Linked DNA regions of Zea mays: region 2 is linked to region 1. Evidence: chromatin contacts called from public Hi-C data. All regions are on one chromosome and are shown on one strand. Each heading gives the region's core, a stretch centred on a gene start, on an enhancer-like site or on the middle of the called end of the contact. The rest is flanking DNA. Distances are from core to core; before and after follow the strand shown.

Region 1 (4,636 bases), core at 1,262-3,761:
ATCTTGAAGTTACGGCAACAGCAGAAGAAATCTAGCCACCTCCTCCCTACGCCAGCATACCATTTGATGATATCTGCATCATCCAAACAGAGAAGTAGCTTAATTGGCCGTGGCCGGCCCATGGAATTTGTGAATCCAGCAAGCTTTACCTCCTTCCTTACAAGATCTATCGGCACATTGGCCCTCATCTTAAGCTCTGTCAAGTCCTCGACAATCCGTTTCTCATATTGTTCCTCTTCTTCCTCCTCAGCTAGAATCTCCTCTTCTTCTGTCAGGTCATGACCTTTCATGGGCATCAAAAACTTGTCGATTGTCTCTTGAAATTTATCATATGAGTCCACCAAAGCAGGTGGCAATTGATCTCTCACCCTGTTCAATGACAAGAAATCACCTGATGCTAGCAGTCGGTGCCAATATCGGCAATGCTCACGTGATTCGAAGTATTCGGCCACTGTCTCCTCTGCCCAGTCCCTGAACACTTGCTGCACCTCTTTCTCGATCCGGAAATCAAATTCAAACTCCTCGCCCCTCCTCATCCTCTTGGACAAGTGGTTCAGTATCTTCAAGCCAAGCTTCTTCCGCCTCGTCTCCCGTGCATTTTTCAGCTCCTGCGCCTTTTCCGCCTTCATCTTCAGATACTTCTTCCTTGCTCTCTTTGCTTTCTCTGACATGGGTGGGTGCAACACTGACGGTGGCACAGCTTGGAATTCTATCCCCAGGAACTCAATCTTCTCTGATACAGCGCTGTGGATTGAGCTCCCCAATCTGTCCACCCTCACCTCTAAATCCCTCTCCAAGACTGCAATTATCCTGTTCCTGATCTCAATTGTGAGCATCTTCGACCCGGACGTCACAACCAGAATATCATCTAGATATCGAATCGCATATACTCTCACAGGTGTATGCCGAACGCTGTCATCTTTCATTCTAGGATGTTTTTTGTGCACTTCCTCACGGAGGGCCATTATCTCTCCATCCACACGATTGAAGAATATGTTCACTAGCGTGCTAGTGAGCTCTGATTCCTGTGGCAGCCCGCGTCCGAGCTCGCAACCACCAAGCTCAAATGCGACCGCATCAGAGACGAACAGTTCGTTCAGGAACTCCAGGAACCCGGGATCATCGACCTTACTGGAGATGGCACCGAGCAGACGGCAAACGTGGCGAGGGGCGAAGGGCTGCCGCGGGATGGCGACACGGAAGAACCAGGACGCGCTGGGAATGGACTTGAGGTATCGGACAGCTGTGTGGCGGCCGCGGTAAGCGAAGGTGGCTGCGCGCGGGGCGAACACGGCGTCGAGGACGGAGGCGGCGCAGCGCAAAGCGAGGCGGAGCGGTAGCGTGGGGACGGGAAGCGGCTGGCCCTTGATGCGGGACGGGAGGAGGAGGCGGAGGTGGGATGATGGGGATGAGAACGCGGCGGCAGCGGCGGCAATGGTGATTGGTGGGGGCTGGGGCGGGACGGGGAGGGATGGGTGCGCGCGGTGGCTTAGGTGGAGCGCGCAGGAGAGGAGGACGGAGGGGTGCGAGAGGAGGGGGAGAAGAGAGTGGAAGCGGTGGCTGGAGGCAGAGTAGTGACAGCGGCGGAGGAGTTGCTCGAGGTCCGCGGCCGAGAGCGGCGGCGCAGCGGGTGGAGTGGCAGCGGGAGCGTTGGAGAACGCGCGGGGTGTGGGGATGATGAAGAAGTGGCACACGCGGGTGTGGGCGAGGCGGTGGAGCATGAGCGGCGTGTAGATGGAGAAGGTGGACGTGCTGCTCGCTGCGGCGGCCGGGCGGGAGGAAGGTCCGATCGCTGCGCGGCTGCGTCGACAGGGAAGGGATGAGGGACCGTAGCGCGCGATTTGGGCCGAACAATGAGAACGGGCCGACGCGCGAGCACGCGGCAGCGTGCGCAATTTGGGCTGAGCAGTGAGAACGGCCCGACTATCGTGCATGGGGCAGCCTTGTTTAGGTTAAGTAACCCTAGTTAGGGTTATGTGGACAAATATCTGCTTTATCTCTGAGGGGTTTCACATCTCTATATAAGGAACTTGTACACCACCTCATAATACAAAGAAGAGAAAGAGGCCAATGGCCCAACACTATATCCTGTGTCTCGTGTGTTACTCTGTCGTGCTTCTGGGAAGGGAGACGGGTTCTCTACAGCTTCTTGTGCCTCTACTGCTGACGGGAGGGAAGGGAGCAGATCTGGTGATCTGCGGCAACGTAGTTCTCAACACGTTATCAGCACTGCTCTACCCCGACTCGTGGATCCTATCGGCACCGACTCTCCGTCACGCCGGCAGGTCCCGGCCTTGCCGAACTGTCCTACGCGACAGGCTTCGTTCCCGTTTGTCGAACCAGGAATCACGGTATGAAATTTTGAGTGGATCTGCAATTTACTGTTCATCGCGTATATCGCTTGTGAGCCCGTATGCATGCTGCCTGTCAGATCTGATGGCGGCTCGACCGCCCACTAGCCCAGCGAGTAGATCCAGCGGCGGGCCGCCCTCAAGCCCCAGGCCCCAGCGCACAGATCCTCCATGCGGCGACTAGGACACTCCCTGGTGGAGTAGGGGTGGCTCTGGTGGCTGGGCGGTTAGAGACGGAGAAAAAAATAGGCTTGCATGGCTTTTGGGCGATTAACGTTTCCTTGCATGGCGGTTAGAGTCGTGTCTTGCATGGCGGTTGACTTTCTTAGAAAAAAAGAGGAAAGCTAATTTGTGTCATGCAACGACTTGCTTGTGGGCTTCACCATGGCTGGCCGCATGCGGATATGAATTTGCAGCCGTACGAAGCCTATGCGATGGTGCACATGGAGCCTATGTGCCTGTACTGCTGTACCGTTAGCCTATGAAAGATGGAGATGGCGTGGGCGTTTCCCACGAGCGGGTCCTTCGCGTGGACCATTTCTTTCCTCTCCATTTTGGCTAGATAAGATCGAGGTCGATTTTCCATGGGGCTTCTTCCTGGTCGCGAGGCTGCATGGCCGTAAACAAACGTGCGTGCTTGCACAGCGGTTCAAAGAAATAAAAAGGGCTATGGCAGCTTGTTGGTTGAAAAAAGTAAAATAATAGACTTATAACTCAGGGCCTTACGATTTTCCAAAAAAAAACCTTTTAGATTAATCAAGTTTGGTATAATTTATCTATTCTATTTACTTACTGTTATAAATAACAAATAGAATGAAGCATGTTTTATGTTACAATTTCTACCTTATTTAATTATTTCCTGTAGTAAATAATTAGCAAAAAAATAATATATGCTTCAAAATGAGAAAATACCTTTTTGCACTCGATGTGTTTATGTTCGTGTATTAATTTCGGTATTATTTTCTGTTTTATTTCCTGTAGTAAATAGCAGAAAATTATTTGAAATACATGTGGTTATACTACGCATAAATCAAATTGCTCTAAGTATTTGTGTCGCTTTGAGCTTTCGGACTCACATTGAGCAATTAAATTGTATAATGGGTACTCAGACATGCCGAACAGACTGCGTTGTTAATTGACTGAGTTATGACATTGGCTGCGTCATGTGATTGCTATGCCGTAGTCTCGCTTAATCGGACCGCTCCTGTTGAGTCGGACCGCCATCGTCGAGTCACACATTTTTCGTATGCCCTGCAGGCACTGTCCGTCTGTCATGATCATCAAGCCACAGTTGCACCTGTTGTGCACGTTGTGTGGACTTATTGTGTACCCCGACTACCGAGCCACAATTGCGCTTGTTGCGCTTGTTATAAAGGCTTGTTGTATTGTTGTTGCACTGATGGCCACACATACGTTGACGCCAGAACGCTAGAGTTTGTACTTGCGTGGATTGTGGTGTGTCGTTCAAGCCCCTAAAGTCACATTATGCGCAACCTTCGTAAACAATTTTGTTTTCACTCTATATTTTGTTTGATTGTGTTGTGTGGCATCGTATATTTATATATATCGCCAAGTGGCCATAACAACTATATTAAATCTGGGAAATTAAATCGAAATACAATGAAACACAGATAGGTTAAATCTCTGCTCTCTCCTACTGCATAAAGTTTTACCCGAAGTAACCTGAAGAAATTCAATATTAATGCATGAAAGCCTTTTTTTGGCACAGAAAACATCACAAATTGAAATTTTATTAGTAAGCAATAAGACCTTGTCAGATGAATAAATGCTAGAATCTCAGTCATACATTGCTCAACCAGATGTTGGCACATTGCTATTTGTCGCTGAATGGCATGAAGCGAACTTTGAGATAAATGGCTAGTACTTTAGCAACACGAAGTTGCGAGTACATCGAAAGGTAATTCTGAGATTTTTTTTACAATGTTTGTGTGAAAAACCATTGTGTGTTCCCGTCAAACTACTTTACTCGTCCTATCTAGGACCTCTATGCTTTGCATACATCTCTCAGAATTGTAAATACTTATAGTCGTTGAATTGACTTGGAATAGTCCTTTGACTGGTATGGTATACACTATAAGCTAAATGGTAAAGGTCAGTCCTAAATGGACACATACCTGGGGTTTATGTAGCCGAACTACACTGAATTCCACCCTTTGGCATGCTTACCATTATCTACCACCGATCTACCAGAAGTGAGAAGAGTAGACAAATAACTATGAAATCCCACATCACCACAGAGCTTGAAGCTAAATTAGACATTAACA
Region 2 (4,636 bases), core at 931-3,430, 210 kb before region 1:
ATGGTTCCTCACATTATTGAAAATGGGGTGATCTGTCTGCAATACGCAGATGACACAATTTTTTTGCTGCAGGATGATTTAAAAATGGCCAAAAATTTGAAGTCCATTCTCATTCTTTTTGAACAGATGTCAGGATTAAAAATCAATTTTCACAAAAGTGAAATATTCTGCTTTGGTAGTGCTTTACGGGTCAAAGAACTTTACTCAGATATTTTTACTTGTCCTGTTAATTTCCTTCCAATGAAATATTTGGGAATTCCCATTGACTGTAAGAAGCTAAGCAATATGAAATGGGCTTTTATGGAGGAAAAAATGAACAAAAAATTAGGAATGTGGAAAAGTAGATTTCTGAGCATTGGGGGGAGAGTGACTTTGATTAATAGCAGTCTTTCAAACCTCCCCCAGTACATGCTTTCCTTATTCTTGGCCCCTAAGCTTGTCCTTAAAAAATGGGATACTTTTAGAAAAAGAATGTTGTGGCAAGGTGGAGATAACACTAGGAAATATCATTTGGTTAATTGGCCGATAGTTTGCTCCCCGAAAGATCAAGGGGGTTTGGGTATTCTTGATCTGAGAAACATGAACATTAGCCTGTTGACCAAATGGTTATGGAGGTTGGAGACTTCGGATGGACTGTGGCAAAAGATTATCAGGCATAAATATATAAAAGATAATCCCTTGATTGTGGTGAAAAAAACAAAATATATCTCAGTTTTGGAGGGGGCTCTTGGAGAATAAAGATCTGTTTCATAAATTCTGCACAAAAAAGTTGGGAATGGTTCTCATACTTGTTTTTGGCTGGATATCTGGTGTGGGGATTCTCCTTTTAGAGTCAAGTTCAAAAGGTTATTTGATTTAACCTTTGACAAAAAAATCAGGGTTGACCAAGTGATCTCTTCTAATTTTCAGGGGTTGAATTTTAGAAGGCATTTGGTAGGTGAAAATGCTGTCATGTTTGAAAATTTAAAGAGAATGTGCTCTGATATTCATTTGTCCCAAGAAATAGATCGTGTTAATTGGTCTCTTGATAAAAATGGCTTCTCTACTAAATCCTTATATAACCGGATTAGTTGTGAGGGAGTAAAAGTCCCTTACAGATTTCTATGGAAAATCAAAATCCCCCATAAAATCAAGATATTCTTATGGCTGATTATCAAGAACAGAATTCTCTCGAAGGAAAATTTGATTAAAAGAAGCTGGTCTGGGGTCTCTGATTGCGTCTTTTGTGGCTTGTTTGAATCTACTAAGCATTTGGTTTTTGAATGCTCAGTAGCTCGATTCATTTGGCGTCTGATTCAGATTGCACTTTATTTGCCTACTACTCCGTCAGATGTGGAACATCTAACTGGGGTGTGGCTTAGAAACTTTGATAAGGGGTACAGAAAATCTGTTGCAGTTGGGTGCGGAGCTGTTCTATGGGCGATCTGGAAGTCCAGAAATTCTGTTTGCTTTAATAAAAAACTCCATAATGACCCCACTGATGTAATCTTCATGTGTTGTTCTCTTTTGGATTACTGGGCACTAATGCAGACAGGGAGAACAAAAAAGATGTTGGAGGCAGGAAGCAAGCGAATCAGAGAGACGGCAAGAGAGGTGTTTAATCACGCGCATGGGTGGGCTCCGGTGACAAGAAGTATCACATGGTGAATTGGCAGCTGAGAGTGGTCGGCTGTAGACAATTAAGTAAGTGTTTGGTAAGACTTAGTTGATCTAAATAAGGTTGTAAGTCTAGATTCCTGTGTCCCTGATCTCTTTTTTGGCGTTGCTCTGTTGGGATGTAGCCATGTGCCATCCTTGTTGAATGACGGGCTTCGTGACCTGTGTTGGTTGTAAAAACTCTATCGTTCTATTTCTTAATGAAATAGGGGGCACTGCACTTTTGGTTAAAAAAAATAAAAAAAATTTGGATCGGGTTCGTCTGTCCCCAAAACAACCATGGCGTGGCTTGTAGCACCGAAACAGCAAGGTGCCCGAAATGCCCGATGAGGCGTCGCCCAGAGTGGCAGAGCCTTGCCACTAGCGGACAAGCAACACGCCAAGAGTTTTAATGCTAGTAACCAACGGGCACAACACGCGACACGAACACGAGCGCGCGCACACACACTCTCTCTCTCTCTCTCCTCCCCCACTGCCTTTTTAACCAACCCCCGCGGCAGCGGCCTCCCTCCACTCGATCGCTCTCACAATCACTCAACCACTGCCTCCAGCTCCAGCAGCAGCTAGCTCAGCTCGATCGTCCTCCCGACCCGATCCATCCACCCCACTCCCCGTGCTCCACCATCTCGGCATCTCGCTCGCTCACTTAGCTCGAGCTGCGGCAAACAGCCGGCCGGCAGTCCGGCACACGGGAGATGATGACCGGGAGGCTGAACGTGGCCACGTCGTCCTCGCCAGGAGGAGACGACTTCCTGTTCATGCCCATGCAGCAGCATCAGCCGCCGCCGCCTCCTCCTCCGCCCTACGTCGGGTTCGAGCACGGCCACGGCGTGGCGGGAGGCGGCAGCCAGCGCGTTGCCGGAGGGGTGCAGCACCACCTCTACGACGGCCTCGACTTCGCCGCCTCGGCGCTGCAGTTCCAGCAGGCGGAGGCGCCGCACCTGCACCAGCAGCAGCTGCTCACGCTGCCGTCCAGTCTCGGCCCCATGGCGCCGCCTCCGCCGCCGCCGCCGCTGCCCATGCCTATGCCCGTGCCCGGGATGCCCGGCGACCACGTGTACCCGGCGCTCGGGATGGTGAAGCGCGAGGGCGGCGGCGCGGACGGGAGGATCGGGCTCAACCTCGGCCGCCGCACCTACTTCTCCCCAGGGGACATGATGGCCGTGGACCGCCTCCTGATGCGGTCCCGCCTCGGCGGCGGCGGCGGCGCCTTCGGGCTCGGCTTCGGCTTCGGCTTCGGCGGCGCGCACCACCTGCAGGCTCCCCCGCGCTGCCAGGCCGAGGGCTGCAAGGCCGACCTCTCCGGCGCCAAGCACTACCACCGCCGCCACAAGGTCTGCGAGTACCACGCCAAGGCCTCCGTCGTCGCCACCGGCGGCAAGCAGCAGCGCTTCTGCCAGCAATGCAGCAGGTACGTACGTTGCCTAGCTAGCCGCGCGTCGTCTCTCTCGCTCTACCTAGCTAGCGTGCGAAGAAGCTGAAAAAAGGCATAGCACGTACGGAAGTATCAGTAGTTGAGGTTGCTTTTTTACTCAAAGGCTAGCTAGGTGTGAGTCCTCCTGGTCGCTAGCGAGCGAGGTGCTGCCTGCTCTGCTGGCCTGGTCTACAACGCAACTCTCCTCCCTCCCTTTCCCTGACGGCTGTGCATGCCTGATGCCTGGTTCGTGTTTCTTGTCTCTTGCGGTTGCGGCCATGGAAGGCTGCAGGCTGCTGCAACCATATGCTCCATTGCATGCGTATAGAAAAGCAACCTCACTTGCACTACAGCCACTGCACCACCATCGTCCACAGGGACAAGCTCGTTGACTGTTGCTCGAGCATAAAATCAACTGAAAAAATAAAACGCAAACATGTACGGAGCAAATGGTAGGATGCATCATGCAACGCAAAACGTCGATCAGCTCGGTTGTCGCGAACTACTCCACTCCGTCGTGGATCCTGCCGTTGTTTCGTGGCCTTTCTCTGCAGTTCGCTGGCTCTCGGGATCGCTGGGGGACAAAATCATGAAAGAATCTCAAAGGCAAAAGGCTGCGTCTGCATGCGTGCTACTGCTAGCAGCAGGCAGAGACACCTGCCGAGCGAGCGTCTGTGGCCTTGCTTGCTTTTAGCTGCTGCTGCAGCCTGCACACTGGCAATGGCTGCGTGCAGTGCAGGATCTCGAGCCAGGGCTAGCTGTGGGCGCGTATCTCTGCTTTGCTCTTTATCCCTGCATTGACCAACGCGGCTAGTGGACCAGTCAGTAGTCGCCGATCGAGTCCAGTTCAGTCCAGTGTGATTCGATCATACGCGCGTTACGCTACGTTACGGCTGCAGCAAGTGTTTTTGTTCACCCGCCCGTCTCTTTGTTGAAATTGTCGCGTGGCTAGGTTTCACGTGCTGTCGGAGTTCGACGAGGTCAAGAGGAGCTGCCGGAAACGGCTGGCCGAGCACAACCGCCGCCGCCGGAAGCCGCCCACCACCGCCTCATCCAAGGACGCCGCGTCGCCGCCGGCTAACAAGAAGCCCAACTGCGGCTCCATCACAAGCTCTTACTCCACTGACAACAAGAGTAAGCATATATACATATCTATACGCGTACTTAGTTTTCCTGTCATGGATCAATAATAACACTCGATCGATCAGCACTCTATACTACACGCACGCACTCTTGTTGCCTTGCTTGTCTTGACGTAATATCTGATGGATCGACCTACCTGCTCTCGTTGTTCCTGACCTGGGCATGCAACGCAACTTGTGTGTGGATGGATGGGCACCATAATGCAGACCTGAACACGGCCAAGTCGACCATGTCATCGAACACGGGCAGCGTGATCAGCTGCCTGGACCAGGCCGCGGGCAACAAGCAGCTGCAGGCGAGGCCGACGCTGACCCTCGGCGCGTCGCCGGACAGGGACCAGCACCACCACCAGCTGAGAGCCATGCTCCAGGCCCAAGCAGCGGCCGGCGGCGGCCACCACCACCACCAGGAGCAGCACTTCAT

What was found. Hi-C and Micro-C count contacts between places; a contact is called where the count stands out from the background.
Region 2: a contact with region 1 is called in a Hi-C map of ear, with 5 times the contacts expected there. The contact joins the promoter of LOC541995 here to the promoter of LOC103629684 in region 1. A contact is called at or near these places in 5 of 25 Hi-C or Micro-C datasets (ear, endosperm, leaf and 2 more) and 1 of 3 datasets of contacts at active chromatin or transcription factors (leaf).

The regions. Positions count from the first base shown.
Region 1 is chr6:104,650,556-104,655,191 of Zm-B73-REFERENCE-NAM-5.0, reverse strand. LOC103629684 (RNA-directed DNA polymerase (reverse transcriptase)) reads right to left here and starts at 2,511. Exons shown (of 3, transcript XM_020539364.1): 1 at 1-2,511. The coding sequence starts at 1,934.
Region 2 is chr6:104,864,316-104,868,951 of Zm-B73-REFERENCE-NAM-5.0, reverse strand. LOC541995 (SBP-domain protein 3) reads left to right here and starts at 2,180. Exons shown (of 3, transcript NM_001111646.2): 1 at 2,180-3,067; 2 at 4,023-4,204; 3 at 4,420-4,636. The coding sequence starts at 2,352.